Regions from separate parts of the Mus musculus genome. Here all the other regions are linked to region 4. The links are chromatin contacts, called in public promoter capture Hi-C maps. All regions are on one chromosome and are shown on one strand. Each heading gives the region's core, a stretch centred on a gene start, on an enhancer-like site or on the middle of the called end of the contact. The rest is flanking DNA. Distances are from core to core; before and after follow the strand shown.

Region 1 (2,700 bases), core at 59-2,558, 1.6 Mb before region 4:
CCACTCTCTCAATATTGGGGATAAAATCTTGGGCCTCATCAATGCTATGTAAGTATCTACTAGTGAGTTACATCTTGAGCCAACTCTTACAGCTTAATCCCTAATGTGGCAAACATTGGCTGGAAGTGCAGAAGAACTTTTAAATACTTAAACACACCAAACCAAAACTAAAAAACAAAAACAAAATCCCAAAAACCCAAACCCAGGGTTTCACCACGTAACCTCGGTTGGTCTAGAACTCTCAAGATATTTGGACATGGCTAGCCTTGAACCCACAGAGATCCATTTGTCTCTGTCTTCTAATGGAACCTGAAGCTTGCTGTGTGGTCTAGGGCGTTGACTAGGGAGCTCCTATGTCTGCCCACCACTGTTAGGGGTCCGTTGGTGCCAGCTTTTATATGAATGCTGGGGTTTCAAACATCCTTGTGCTTGCATGGCAAGAGCCTTTACCCACTGAACCATCCTCCCAACTCAGAATCTTTTTTGTTTAATAAACTCAGCACATAATTCATAATATGGTAGTTTCAAAGGTATTTCGAAAAGTTTAAGTGACTTTCTAGATAGTTTCCTTACGAGGAAACAGGATAAACAATAATAGCAAAGTTTGCTAATTATCACGTGCCTCTATTATTACCACTGCACAGCCTATTAATTCGGTAGGATTAGATGTGTTTTGCCTGGGTTAAGAAGTTTAATTTAAGCATCTGAAAAGGTAACCAATGGCATCTTTCACATAGTTTTGTTGTAAACGTTTAGAAGTATGCTTTTCAGTTTTTATAACTCATGCCGCCTTGGCGCTGTCAAGCTGTCACCCTCCTAAGAACTTCCTGTCAAAAGGTGGAGAAAGGAGAATTTGAACCCAAACAGTGTAACTCCAGAAGGATAGAACCGGCACAGTGCTTCATAAATTGTGATTCCTGCTGTTAGGAGTATCAGGAGAGAACTTGATAAAAATGCAGATTATAAAGCAACCCCTATTCCATCCCAGATCTACTGAGTCAGAAACTGGCGGTGGAGCTCAGCAGTCTGTTTTTAAAAGCTGTTCAAGTGATTCTGAGACACGCTAGCATTTGGTAACAGTCTTTAGAGGTCCTGGCGGGGAAGAAGGGGTCAAAAGGAAGGAACGAAAGAAGAAAGGAAAGAAGGGAGAAAGGAAAGGAGAAAGGAAGGAAGAAAAGAAAAAAGCCTTGGAGATGTAGAGAGCAAGGCTTAGTGTCCACTTCACCTGGAGGTGAGGAAAAATGATTTAGGAGGCTGGCGCGCAAGGCCTGCTGGGGCCTGTAGTCCGGACTGCGCCGAGGAGGCCGCGCCTGCGCACTAGGTGTGAAGTAGCTCTAGTCGCTGTAGTCGGGGCTCGGGACCGGCTGCCATCTTAGCGGAGGGACTGAGGAGTCGTCGCCGCCCCGAGTCCCGGTAAACACGCGCAGGCAGACTGGGGTCATTTCTGTGGCTTGGAGGGAGTTTGGATGAAAAGGCATGGGGAATGCGAAGGGTAGAGGAGTGTGGCGCTCGAGTCTGGACCTAGAGCCGGGGCTGCTCTTCCCGCAGCCGGTGTCCGTGGGGGGCGCCCGGAGAGCCGGCTGGTGGCCCGAGCCGAGTGGCGGGTGGGTCAGCAGGTCGAGCCGAACTGCTAGTGCTTGGCCTAGGCGTCCGGAGCCTGTAGGCCCGCGAGCCCCAAGTTGGGAGAGAGCCGAGCCGCGGCGGACGTGGGCAGGGTCCAGCCCCGCGCCCCGCTGCCGCGCCCGGGGGTTCCTCTCCCGCGGCCCGGCCTACGCGCGGGGCCCGGTGGCAGCGGCCCGCCCGCGCGACGTGGCCCTTTGAGGGGCGGCGGCCGGGCCCACCTGCCACCTGGCAGGCTCCCCCCGAGACTTTTCCAAGCTCCCACTCGCAGAGGACCTTCCCCAGTGACTGCTTCCCCTTCTGTCTTGTACTTCCCTCCTCCCTCCATTGTCCCCACTCATGGTGGTCCCGGCCCAGGCCGGCGCCACCGACTTTTGCAGACGTGGAGCTGTCACAGCCCTTTCTACCGAGAGCGTACTTTTCTTGAGCAAAGAAAAAAGTAGAGGTGAGCGCATTTGAAAGGTGGAAGCCCAATGAGGGCAGGACTTTTAAATAGAAGACTTGAGTTTTGAGACATAGTTCCCGGCTGCAACTTCAAGAGAGAAAAAAAATATATAAGGGTCAGTGCACCCGAAGTAGGCATTGGGCCTAAAGTTAGAGATGTGACCAGGTGACTTGCAAAGTACCCCAAATTCACAGTTCCCCACTCGCTTGTTTTCTTGGCTGTGTTAGAATCCTAATCCTGTTGAGACTTCTGTTCCTCTTTAAGCTGCAGTGAACTTGTTCTAAAGGGGGCAGTGGGGAGAAGAGGGAGGTTTTCTTCTTCACAGTTGACAGAACACCATCTAGCCACCCATCATCATTCTCTTAAGTGGGTGGTTCTCCTGTATCCTTATCTTAAGAAAGTAGGTAAAGGCTGTGTATGTTCACTCCCAGGATTGGCAGAGGGCTTGGTTCTCATCTGAAATAAAGTCTTTTGGGGGCAAGTTTGAGATTCAGCCTTGTGTATCACAGGGTTACCTAAGGCTTAATTTTGCAGGTTTAAAAAAGATTGAAATTTTCTTTTGAACAGTGAATATACTTTGTATGTGTGAGTTCAGGAATTCAAACTTCAGATGTCAACAAGGATATATATACTAT
Region 2 (2,700 bases), core at 133-2,632, 1.2 Mb after region 4:
GAGGAGCTGTCCGTGGTGCTGAAACTGTGCCTCTAACATGCAACACCTAGCAGGGAGGGAAACTTGAGTTGATCCTGGTGACAACAGTATACTATCCACCATAATATCTGAAAGGGGCATAGGGAGACAGAATAAAGACAGCAAGCACGGTGTGTCACTCCGCTTTTTAGATCTCTCAAACTTTAGGTACTGTGAGCCGTGCTGGAAGCTGGATCCCTGCGGTGCTGTGTGTGTGGAGCGGGGATCTGTCCACGGTGCTGAACCCTCGCATCTAATCACCCCCGAGGCGCTGTCCGCGGTTCTTAAAGGATGAAACGAAAAGGGTGCTGTCCGCAATGCTGAAACAATGCCTGCCGGCGAAGGCAGAGGAGAAATGAGGGTAGGAAGAATCCTTCCCGGGGTCCGAAACCTTGCTCCGGATCTTCTCAAGACCTCGGAGAAGGCAGCCTTATGAAATAGGCTTTTCTTTAAAATAACCCCCCAACCCTCTTTTCCTGTCACAAAAGCCTCAGTTAAAGAGTCAAGGAAGGAATCAGAATTGGACTGCCACTCTTGGGAATGAAAGAGTCTTCATGGTTTACACACACAGACACACACACACACACACACACACACACACACACACTCCATCTAGACCTTTCATCTAGGGAGAGCCTTACAGTCCAGAAGGGGGCGATCCAGTTCACTGTGTAGAACCCCAACACCTCTAAGCTAGGAGCCCCACTAACTGCTGAGTCCCAGAGACAGGAACCACAATGATAACTACATTGTGTGGGCGCCACGATGTTCCCCACTTTACCCACCTAACTCCAAAGACCCCCCCCCCCCCAACCCCCGACACACACTGCTTCTGGTGGTGGCGTCTGTCCCCATTTTTCAGACGAAGAACTCGAGGACAGGAGAAACTACGCGTGATCACACGGGGACCCCAAAGCTGCCAGATCTTAAACTAGTTCACCTATGTCTCATCCCGGGTGCGCCCCCCACCCCTATTCACCTGTCCTGCACCTCGCCTGGCCCTGGCCCCAACACTACCCAGCTGGCAAAGTTGAGCGGCCCCTCCAGCGCACGGGTCTGGTGGCAGGTCGGATGTTTATCCCCAACGATCGGATTTCGACTCCCAACACCCTAGTGTTCCGCCCTGCGGGGGGTTAGGTCCCCAGGTGGCCTTCCACCCCCGGGCCTGCCCCACCCCCGCTCCCGCGCGGGAGGCCAGTTGCGAGTACCGCTTTAAAAATCCCAGCCTGGGCAAAACTTTGATGATAAATCAAGCTGCGGATCCCTCCGCCGCCGCCGGCTCAGGGCGGGGAGCGAGGGGGAGGGCGGGTGCGCGGCGGCGCGGAGTGGCCTTCCGCGCAAGCGAAGAGTCCCGCAGTCGGAGGCGGCGGGCTGGGCGTGCGCTCGCTGCCTGCAGCCGGGGCCGGGCCGGGGCCAGCAGGAGAGGGCGGCGGCGGCGCCGGGCAGGGTACGGCGGGCGCGGGCTTTGCGGGCTGCGGAGCCCCGATGTGAGGCGGCGGCGCCCCCGGCCGGAGCGCGCAGCATGGGGGCCCCGCTGGCCGCGGCGCTGGGCGCCCTCCACTACCTGGCACTTTTCCTGCAACTCGGCGGCGCCACGCGACCCGCAGGCCATGCGCCCTGGGACAACCACGTCTCCGGACACGGTGAGTTTGCGCGCAGCCCCCACGGACTTCCCCCCACTGAACCCCACCCCGGTCGCAGCCGCTCCAACTTGGCGGTCGCGGTGCTCGAACCTGCGCCGACTGATGCTATGGCCCAGAGTTCCGGGGCGCCCTCTGCTGGGACTGGGGACCCACCCTGTCTCCTATCGGGGCCAGCTCTGCGAGAAGGGGTTCCCAAGAGCACACTCGCTCTGGCCCCAGCTCGCAGAAGACCCCCTCCACGCGCGTACACACTCACACGGATACACACACCTCTGCGACCATACAGATGTCTCCAACCGCGGACACACTCAGCCACGCTCACTGCATCCCACACTCACAACTCTGCACATCCCCTCTGAGCCTCTCCTCGCTGGTAAATATACTTGTGCCCACTACGCACACGAATCAGACACTGGCTGGTGGCTCACCCTGCCAGCTGGCACTCGGGCACACACGCTTCGCTTCGCCACAACTCTTGCCTGTCTGCCTGCAGACACGGATACACATGCACGCACGCACTTGTGCACACACTTTGCCCACCCACTTCTCTCTGCCCCGATTCCTTTCTCCTTTGTGGGTTTAACGCTGAAACTGCTCCTGCATCCTCTTCATCAGGATCCATCCCTTCCACGGCCGGGAATGGTCCTGAGGGGCGCCAGATGCTGTTGCTTAAGACCTGCTAGCCTGGGTGGCAGCTTCCTTTGCCATCCATGTGGGTGGGTGGCATCCAGGGGTAGGGACAGTCTGGGGATAAGAAGGTAGGGACGGAGAGCTGGGATACACTGGAGTAGTTGAGGTCTATTCTTTCAGCTAGAGGCCAGGAGTAAAGAGGAATGTAGGGTGTTTGTCCCTGGGGGGATCATGAACCCCTTGAATCCTACAGGACACCCCCATCTCGGGGACCCCATCTCAACCTTGCCCCTAGAGGACTGAAATGTTGAACTCCAGCATTGTGGGAGCAAGGAGAAAGCAAGTGCTGCCTGCACGAGTGTCTGAAGCGCCTTTCCTCCCCACAGGAGCCCAAGTTGGCAGCAGAGTT
Region 3 (2,700 bases), core at 140-2,639, 1.3 Mb after region 4:
GCCTTGACTGAATTCTAGTTTTGCCATTTCCTGGCTATGCCCAAGCAGCTCTGGACAGGTAACTCACTCGAATCTCATGTGTTCTCATTATCAAATGGTGATAGCAATCCCCGTGCCAGAGCACTGTTGTTAAGGACTGACATTTAAAATAGTAACATCTGGATACATAGACTTAGTACAAAGGGTACTCAGAACATGAGTTACTCAGTACTCAGCAACTATTTAGATGAGGTCTCAAAAGCCCGAGCTTTTTTGTAAGGTGGGGTCTTAAAAGCTGGTCTGGAATTTACTGCACAGACCAAGCTGGCCTGGAACCCTCAGGAGAACCACCTGCCTCTGCCTCCCTATATCATTATAAGGTGTTGACTTGTGCGTTAATTCAATCAGCTATGAATTCAGCTTTGATTCCAGATGCTGGGACACACTTAGATACACTCTCTTCATTCAGATCTTAGCTCTGTGAGCTTGAAACTTATGTGATCACCACACCTCTGTAACCTGTTTCCTCAGTTGTTAAACCGTGAGACGATAACACTTACCTCATAGCTTTGAAAAGTGTCTAGCACATAGAAACTTCTCAACTACACTAGCTATGATCATGATGCACTCCAGGTGAAGAAGGGTCAAAGCATGTATATTAGGGACAGAGAAGTTAAGAAAACCAGGCATCAACTATAGGAATGTCTTTTAGGCTGGGAGGGGACTCACATCTAATAAGTTCAACAACGTCAGGGAGTTGTAGGTATGTGTGTTGGGGGGGGGGTGCACGCACAGAGGACGTCAGGTGTCCCGCTCAATCACTCTCCAGCTTATTCTTTTGAGACTGAGTCTTTCACTGAACCTGGAGTTAAGCAGGCATCTAGCAAGCTCCGGCGATCTTCCTGTCTCAGCCCCAGAACACTGAAGTTACAGACCTGGCCCACCAACTTGGGCTTTTTAATGATGGGAACACAAATCCTCATTCTTGCATAGCAAGCACTTGGAGCCATCACACCCCTCCAAAAAAAAAGTTGTGTGTGTGTGGGGCCAGACTCAGTAGAGGTCAGTAGACGGCGCAGTTCCACCAGGTGAGAAAAGGGGTATCACTTCGGAAGTCAGAACAGGAACCAAAGTGGGGAGCCCTGCCAAGAGTTCGTGTCTTTAAAGGAACTAGAGGAGCGCTGGGGAGAGGGGCCCAGGCACGGAGGGAGGTGTGGCCTAGGCCAGCCACCAAAGCGACGCGGCCCTTCCCACACCCAGCTCCCGCGCTTCCTGCCTCAGTGTGTCCTAAGGATTCGTTTCTGGACGCTCCTAAGCGGCTGGGCTCCCTTACACTCCCGCCACTCTTACCTCGTCTTCCAGTCTTTCCCTCACTCTCCCGCCTCCTGCACCCTAGGCGGAAATGACGACTAAGTAGTGCGTCGCGCCGCGCCAGAAAGGTTCTGCGGAGCGGGAAAAAGGGTTCCGGTGAGGCTCACTGCGCCGGCGCGCGGGCGCGAGCGGTTAAAGCGCATTTTCGGTGTTCGAGGACCTGGATTTGTTCCCTCGGCCTGGCCGGCTAGAAGTCAGGGACCAAGGATACTGCCGCCTCCTAAGGATCGTTTTCCTCCGGCTCCGAAGCCTCTCGGCGCCCGGCTGTGGCCCTTGCCCTTTGACCCCCGTGGCGGCGGGGTGAGAGGTCGGGTGGCCATCTTGTGGCGGCGGCGCGGGCGGCTGTTACTGCGGAGACCTGTCCCCTCCCCCCACCTGGTACCCCGAGCTGTCTGTCAGTCGGCGGAGAGCCCTGCAGCCTGTCAGCGGAGGCCTGGGCCGAGTGCGGTCGCTTTCCCCGTCTCATCGGGCGGCCCGGGCTGCTCCCCACCACCGCCACCATGTCCTCCTTCTCAGAATCGGCGCTGGAAAAGAAGCTCTCAGAGCTGAGCAACTCTCAGCAGAGCGTGCAGACCCTCTCCCTGTGGCTCATCCACCACCGCAAGCACGCAGGACCCATCGTCTCCGTGTGGCACCGCGAGCTCCGCAAAGGTGATCACCCGCACCCCGGCTCTCCCATGGCTGTGTTCCCTCATCCACTCTCCCGCAGCCCTGTGGCTTCTTAAGCCTTGTTTTGCAGGCCTGGGGCTCTGATGGAGGGTCTGAGGTTGGAAACGGTGTTATTTTATGACTTGGAGAGGGAAACTGAGGCCCGGTAAGGTATGGGAGATTCGTCTGAAGTTCCAAGGGCGCAAATGCCCAGACTTGAAGTTACTCAGCTCCTTCCCTCATCAGGCTTCCCCCTCACACCTTACGACAGTTGTTTTTGTTTTTGTTTTAAATCGTGGCTGTGTTTGGAGCTGGGAGCCCCGTGTTGGGCAATTGGAATACGATCCAGCCGTCTCTGGTCAGACTGCCCACATTAAGACCTGGTGCAAACGTGTTCTAGCTAAGTGATCCTGGGAACGTTTCTTCATATCCTTGTGCCGGTGTATTCTAATCTGTAAAACGGATACAAACTTACCTGTACTTCCAAAGCCTTGACTCCGTGTTAGTTACTATCCATAGACTTGAGAACAGGATGGTAAATTGGGTAGCCTTCTGCCCTTGCCACTAAATTCAGACTCTCACGATATTCCCCGAGCGCTACCTGTTTCTTGCCAGGCCCGGTGTTGGATGCAAGTTGTTTCTGGCTACTGTCTGGAAGTTAAGTCTATCTGTCACTGAACCCAACAGTTTAACCTCTATGTC
Region 4 (2,700 bases), core at 93-2,592:
CAGGCTGGCCTCGAACTCAGAAATCCGCCTACCTCTGCCTCCCAAGTGCTGGGATTAAAGGCGTGCACCACCACGCCCGGCTTCAAGTTTTCAAGGGATTTACCAAAATGGTGACCCAAAGGGGAAACCAGCTGCCAGTCTATCTGGAAAGGACCCTTTACCCTCTCCTAGAAGCCCAGGCTCATGCAGGAGGGTCTGAGGCCTATGTGCCAGTGTTACACCTCAGGCCTGGGTCAGCCAACTGCTCCTCTATGCTAGCCTGACTTGGGCAAGGACTCAGTCAGTCACAAAATCGTCCCCATACACACCTTACAGGACCTGAGGCGGGGGGCTGGGAGGGGGGTGACCAACAGAGAAGGGTGCTGACATTCCTCTAGGACCAAGGTCTCAGACTTGGTGAAGTCCAAATTGAAGCTGCCAGTGAGTTAGTTCTTCTGTTCAAGAGAGTGAGCTGGATCAAAGGGTCAAAGACTTGCTGGTGAAAATTCTGTCTCTGCCTGGTTTCTCTCCAGGGGATACTCAGCACTGGGGAATCCCAAAGAGAAAGGGGGACTTGCCCAAGGTTATGCAAGAAGTGTTACTGAATCGAAAGGACACAGCAACACATGAGGTGTCATAGCCATTCAAGAATTTACTTTGTATTTTCACCTAAAGCAAATGAAACTGAATAGCATGGTGTAGCCAACTCCTGCTTTTAGAGTGCTTAGCACAGTGCTGGCATCAAGTAAGTTTGTTGCTTTTGCCATTATTGTGTCTTAATGCAAAAGGTAGACTGGAAACAGTGTTACCTTCTTCATTTCCCACAGTCCTCTGTCAGATCCCAGTACAGAAAGCAGGCAACCAGCGGGCTTGCCAGGCAGCAAAGATCTGTGCTTGGCAGAACCTTCTGTAAATGGACTGTCAGTCTGTGGGCGGGGAGGGGGCTCACTCGGTTGTCACATTTTACAGAGGCACAGAAAGGTTAAGCATCTAACCTAAGGTCACACAAGTGGGATACTGAACCCGTCCTTAGGACCCTTGGGAGCACAGCAAGGGATGAGGCAAAGAGGCAACTAGAAACTGCGCGGCTGAGTAGCTAGGACCCGCGTGCGGGACAGAAAGCCCACGGTGGGCTCTCTCCTCAGCCTCAGTTTCCCTACCTACAGCGAGGCGTCGCCACCAGGGTGAGCCCGCAGGGACGGACGGCCACTCCAACTCCCGTACAGACCACGCATTGCGTTCCAGCTGGAACCGGTTTGGCGGGGCGGTTCGAGAGGGCGGAGCCCCTCACTCGGGCATGCGCGAGTTGGCGCGGGCGCGCACTCCCTTTCAAGACCGGCCGGCCAGGGCGTGGGCCGCGCGGTACGCGTGCGCGCTTGCGCTGTGTCCCGCTTGCGCGCGCCCCCTGGCGGCCCCGGAATCCCGGGCGACGCGCGCGCGGCTGACGCGAGGGGCGGGGCCGGCGCGGGGCTTTAACCCGGAGGCCCCGCCTCTCGGGCGTACAAAACCGGAGCCTCGGGCCGGGCCGCGTGAGGGAGGAGGGTGAGTGCCCGCCGCTGGCCGCAGCTGCCGCCAGTCCATCCGTCACTCCGTCCGTCTGTCCGACCCACGTCGTCGCCGCCGCCGCCGCCGCCTCCTCAGCCCGGACGCCCGGGGCCCGCCCAGCGCCACCCGGAGCAGCCGCGGCCCCGCGAGGAGACGGGCGCCGCCTCCGCCCGGCCCTGCCCTGCCCCGTCTTCCCGTCTGTCCGTCTGTCCGTCCGCCCGCTCGCCCGCGCTTCCGTCCTTCTGTCGGGCCACTGGCCCTCGGGCCCGTGTCTCCGCTGAGCCCGCTTTGTCTCTCCCTAGCTCGCTGTCTCTTTGTCTCTGCTCTCGCGCTCTCGGCCCCTCCCTCGCTCCAGGATCTCGGGTCCCCTCTCCCAGCGCTCCTCTCCTCTCTTACAGCCACGGGTTCTGGCACCCCCATTCTTCTGGACTCCCTAGATCTTTTGGGGCCTCTCCTTCAGAACACACTCCACTCCCCCAGGCCTTTCCTGAGCTTACCACACATCTTGAGGGTCCTTCTTGATGCATGTGCCCCTGATTTCCTGGGGGTTATCTCCACCTAGTCCGCATTTCCCGGAGGGTTTCCCACTTCTCCGGAGCCTCCCATAGCTATCAGAACCTTTTACATCCCTTAGTGGTCTCCTTGAACCCCCAGTGTCTCCCCAGCTCCCTAACTTAAGAACCTCTGCCTTTCCTGGATTTGTCCGCTGTCGCTGTCACTGTCTCTCCTTGTTCTCCGAGCGTCCCACTTCTCTGGACCCGGTCCCCCCCACCCCCCTTGCTCTCCCTGCTTCTTTCACGCGTCTGTGTCGGTGGTCTCATTGCTGTCTCTAACGCCTGCCTCAGCCTTCTCTGCCCGGGGCTCTTGCTCCTTTGCTTCTCTGCCCGATCCCCTGTCGCCCCTTTTCTCTGCTCCTTGTCACTCCCTCTCCCTTTTCTGTCTCTGCCGGGTCTCTGGGTCTCTGACCCCCATCCGGCCCTCATGGCTTTGTGTCTGGAGCTCTTGAAGCAATGTGAGTGGTGGGGTGTCCGGGTCGGGCCGGGCGGAGTCATCCCGCAGGCTGGCCGCGGCAGAGGCTCCATGGGGTTGGCGCTGGGGCAGGGGCTGGCGCTGGGGTAATGAGGCTGTGGGGCCTCTGGACCAGGGGAACAAGGATGGTGGGGCCAGGCTGTCTGG
Region 5 (2,700 bases), core at 39-2,538, 1.6 Mb before region 4:
AAGCCACTTCCCTAGGTTCCTGTGTAATGGGATAGCATTCATCTCCCTTTGAGGACCCTTTCCAATTTAATAGAGTATTGAAATTATTTTAAAAGCTAACCAGCCTGAATTGCTTTGTTTTTCTGTTTGTTTGGTTTGTAGTTTTGTTTTGATAGGGTCTCCCCATCTTGTCCAGGTTGGTCTGGAATTCACTGTATGCCCAGGCTGACCTCTGAAATGAGCTGATCGATTCCTTGGCCTCAGTAGTGATAGCAGGGCTGGGATTACAAGCTTGTGTCACTAGGCACAGTTTGAATTGGATTGTGTTGAAATTCCATTAGGGTTGTTTCAAGTGTATTGCCTTGTATACAGACAGCAGTGGAAGAGATGAGCTTAGAGGTCATGATGTCCTGAGTCCAAATTCTAACCAGCTGCTTTCCAGTTACAAGATTCTGGGAAAATGCCCTTTATACCTCTGGATATTCATTGTAAACATAAAACCGTTCCTTCCATGGAGAGCTACAATAATAAGACGGGTTAGTCTAGAATAATGCTATAAGGCAGTGCCCATCCCACTGTAAACGCTCAAGTTAAGGTGTGTTTACTCAGACAGCTTTCTATAATCGGGACAAAACGAACAGTAATTTCTAACCACTCCAAATTTTCTAGACATCCACTAGATATCCCAGAGATTGAGCAGATGGGACCCTAAGTTCCCGTTGCACCGAGACTAGCCGTTTCCAGGCCTCTCCTCATTAGCACCTAGAACACTGATGCTCTCTCCGGCCCTGCTCAAGGCCCAGAAGACGGTGGGCCCTTGCTAGGGGCCACCCAAGCCGCCAAACGCCAGGGCCAGGGTCTGGGCCTCTAGGGCCGCTTCCCAATGGCCAGTCTCTCCGACAGGAGCACGCTGCCCGACCAAAGATCACAGCCCGCGCTGCCGCTCTGGGCGCCTACCGCGGGGCACGCCGGGACTTGTAGTCCGCGGCCGTTTCCCACTCCTGGCTCTCGGCGGCGTGTGGACTCCAATCCCCGGGCACCTGCGCGGCCAGGCCAGCGATTCTAGGGGTCCCGGGGCGCCCCGAAGCCGCCACCTAAACAAGACGCAGGTCGGTACTGACAACAAACCCAGGACGGGAGCCGAGTCGCCACGGAGGACTGAACCCTTGGGACTCACCGACTTTGTAGGGCAGTTTATCAGACATGCTGGCGGCGCTTCCGCTAGGACTGATGAACTCAGTGAAGGGGGCCGGGCGGCGCGGGGCAGGGATCTACGCCTGGCGCCGGCGTCTTTAAATATCTTCTTATTTGAATATTCATGAACCTGCTGGGGGCTGAAACTTAGGGGCGGAGCCTAGCTCGAGGCGTTGAGCGGAGCGGGAGCAAGGCTGATCTCTGCCTCAAAAATCATAAATTTTGTGCACTGTGGCCTTTGGACCCCTGGCACTCGACTAGGAGGGAGCGTGGAGAGAGGCGGTTCTTCTCCCATCCGTCCAGCCAGTGAATCAGAGGTCAAAACAAGGCAGAATTCTTAGACTCTAGCCAATTTACTAACCTGAGCCTTAACTGCTTCAATTGTAAAACTCTTGCAAGATCAAAGTAAAGAGCTGGGCCTAGTGGTATGTGCCTGTGAATCCCCACTCTGGAGACAGTGTCTGAAATCTCCCGCTCTGGAGCCAGAGCCAGGAGATTTGTCACAAATTCGAGGCCAGTCTGCTCTATCGCTAATTAGTTCCAGGCCAACCGAGGCTACAGAGTGAGGCCCTATCTCAAAAACAAAGAAAGAAAAATCACCGGTTGCAATTGTGTCACTCTCTCCTCCCTCTGTTTGCCTTTCCTTGCTCGCCCCCACCCCCTCCTCAACACCTTCTCATTCGGTAGTCTTTCTTGGTGATTCACAGGCTGCTCACATGGAAATGACTGCGGAGCTATCCGCAGGAGCATAGATAACTCACCAATGACTATACACCTGAAGAGTATGACTTCTCTCTCAGCGGCTCTCAGCGGCTAGCTTTCAGGAAGGAAACCAGGCCCCATGTTGTGTGCATATACCATCTCTGGGGAGTTCAGTTGGCCCCTTTGTAAAAAGTTGGCCTCCGTTGGACTTATCTGTCTCCTCATGGAGTAACAAGGAGGGTCACAAGACCTTCTCCTGGGTGTCCAGCTGCACCCTACCTCCTGTTATATGCAATTCTGCCTAAACTGAACATGACCTCAGGGAAGGACTAGAGTATGTAGTCAGGGAAGTAGGTTCCAGCTACCCGTCTACTGGCGAGGCCCTCATCCCTGCTGGTTGAGGTGTGGTCTCCAGCTGTGGTCTTTGGGGAAAAGCATCATTCATACCCCTATCTGGTAAGTACCCCCTGACCTGTGTATGCGTTGTCAGGAAGCTCACTGACCTCACCGGTTCCCCCAGAAGGATCTTCCGCAGAATCATACCTCAGTTTATTTGGGAGGAGGTGTAGATTTTGCTTCTGTCTCCTAGGAGGGAATTTTAGCAATGTCCCGGGACACCTCCCCCATCCATGACTGAATGTTGCTGGGGATCCAGTGTTGTGCAGGTCCTGGGCAAATAGCTGCAGTTGTGAGTTCTGATTGCAACGGCCATGCCGTGTGGGTCCACAACCCTCCTCCCCTCCATCCAGTTCTTACGTTCTTTCTGCTCCTCCTCCTATGGTGTTCCCCTGAGCTTTGAAAGGGCGTGATATGATCTGAGACAGT

The links. Promoter capture Hi-C pulls out the DNA fragments that hold promoters and counts their contacts. Capture Hi-C pulls out chosen DNA fragments and counts their contacts.
Region 1: a promoter capture Hi-C map of pre-B cells shows a contact between it and region 4, with 4 times the contacts expected there. The contact joins the promoter of Itch here to the promoter of 4930405A21Rik in region 4. A contact is called at or near these places in 2 of 39 promoter capture datasets (liver and pre-B cells).
Region 2: a promoter capture Hi-C map of liver shows a contact between it and region 4, with 4 times the contacts expected there. The contact joins the promoter of Vstm2l here to the promoter of 4930405A21Rik in region 4. A contact is called at or near these places in 2 of 39 promoter capture datasets (both in liver).
Region 3: a promoter capture Hi-C map of liver shows a contact between it and region 4, with 5 times the contacts expected there. The contact joins the promoter of Tti1 here to the promoter of 4930405A21Rik in region 4.
Region 5: a contact with region 4 is called in a promoter capture Hi-C map of liver, with 3 times the contacts expected there. The contact joins the promoter of Ahcy here to the promoter of 4930405A21Rik in region 4. A contact is called at or near these places in 1 of 39 promoter capture datasets (liver) and 1 of 9 other capture datasets (liver).

The regions. Positions count from the first base shown.
Region 1 is chr2:155,132,173-155,134,872 of GRCm38.p6, forward strand. Itch (itchy, E3 ubiquitin protein ligase) reads left to right here and starts at 1,309. Exons shown (of 25, transcript NM_008395.3): 1 at 1,309-1,413.
Region 2 is chr2:157,913,271-157,915,970 of GRCm38.p6, forward strand. It overlaps Vstm2l (V-set and transmembrane domain containing 2-like), which reads left to right and starts at 1,383. Exons shown (of 4, transcript NM_198627.2): 1 at 1,383-1,661. The coding sequence starts at 1,541.
Region 3 is chr2:158,027,045-158,029,744 of GRCm38.p6, forward strand. It overlaps Tti1 (TELO2 interacting protein 1), which reads right to left and starts at 1,390. Exons shown (of 8, transcript NM_029282.2): 1 at 1,330-1,390. It overlaps Rprd1b (regulation of nuclear pre-mRNA domain containing 1B), which reads left to right and starts at 1,453. Exons shown (of 7, transcript NM_001291134.1): 1 at 1,453-2,001. The coding sequence starts at 1,851.
Region 4 is chr2:156,719,567-156,722,266 of GRCm38.p6, forward strand. 4930405A21Rik (RIKEN cDNA 4930405A21 gene) reads right to left here and starts at 1,343. Exons shown (of 4, transcript NR_040505.1): 1 at 1,140-1,343. All of the region lies in intron 7 of Dlgap4 (DLG associated protein 4), which reads left to right.
Region 5 is chr2:155,073,209-155,075,908 of GRCm38.p6, forward strand. Ahcy (S-adenosylhomocysteine hydrolase) reads right to left here and starts at 1,289. Exons shown (of 10, transcript NM_016661.3): 1 at 1,157-1,289. The coding sequence starts at 1,184. It overlaps Gm39966 (a long non-coding RNA gene), which reads right to left and starts at 966. Exons shown (of 2, transcript XR_866885.2): 1 at 742-966; 2 at 1-498. It overlaps Gm45609 (a long non-coding RNA gene), which reads left to right and starts at 1,304. Exons shown (of 3, transcript XR_001783519.2): 1 at 1,304-2,700.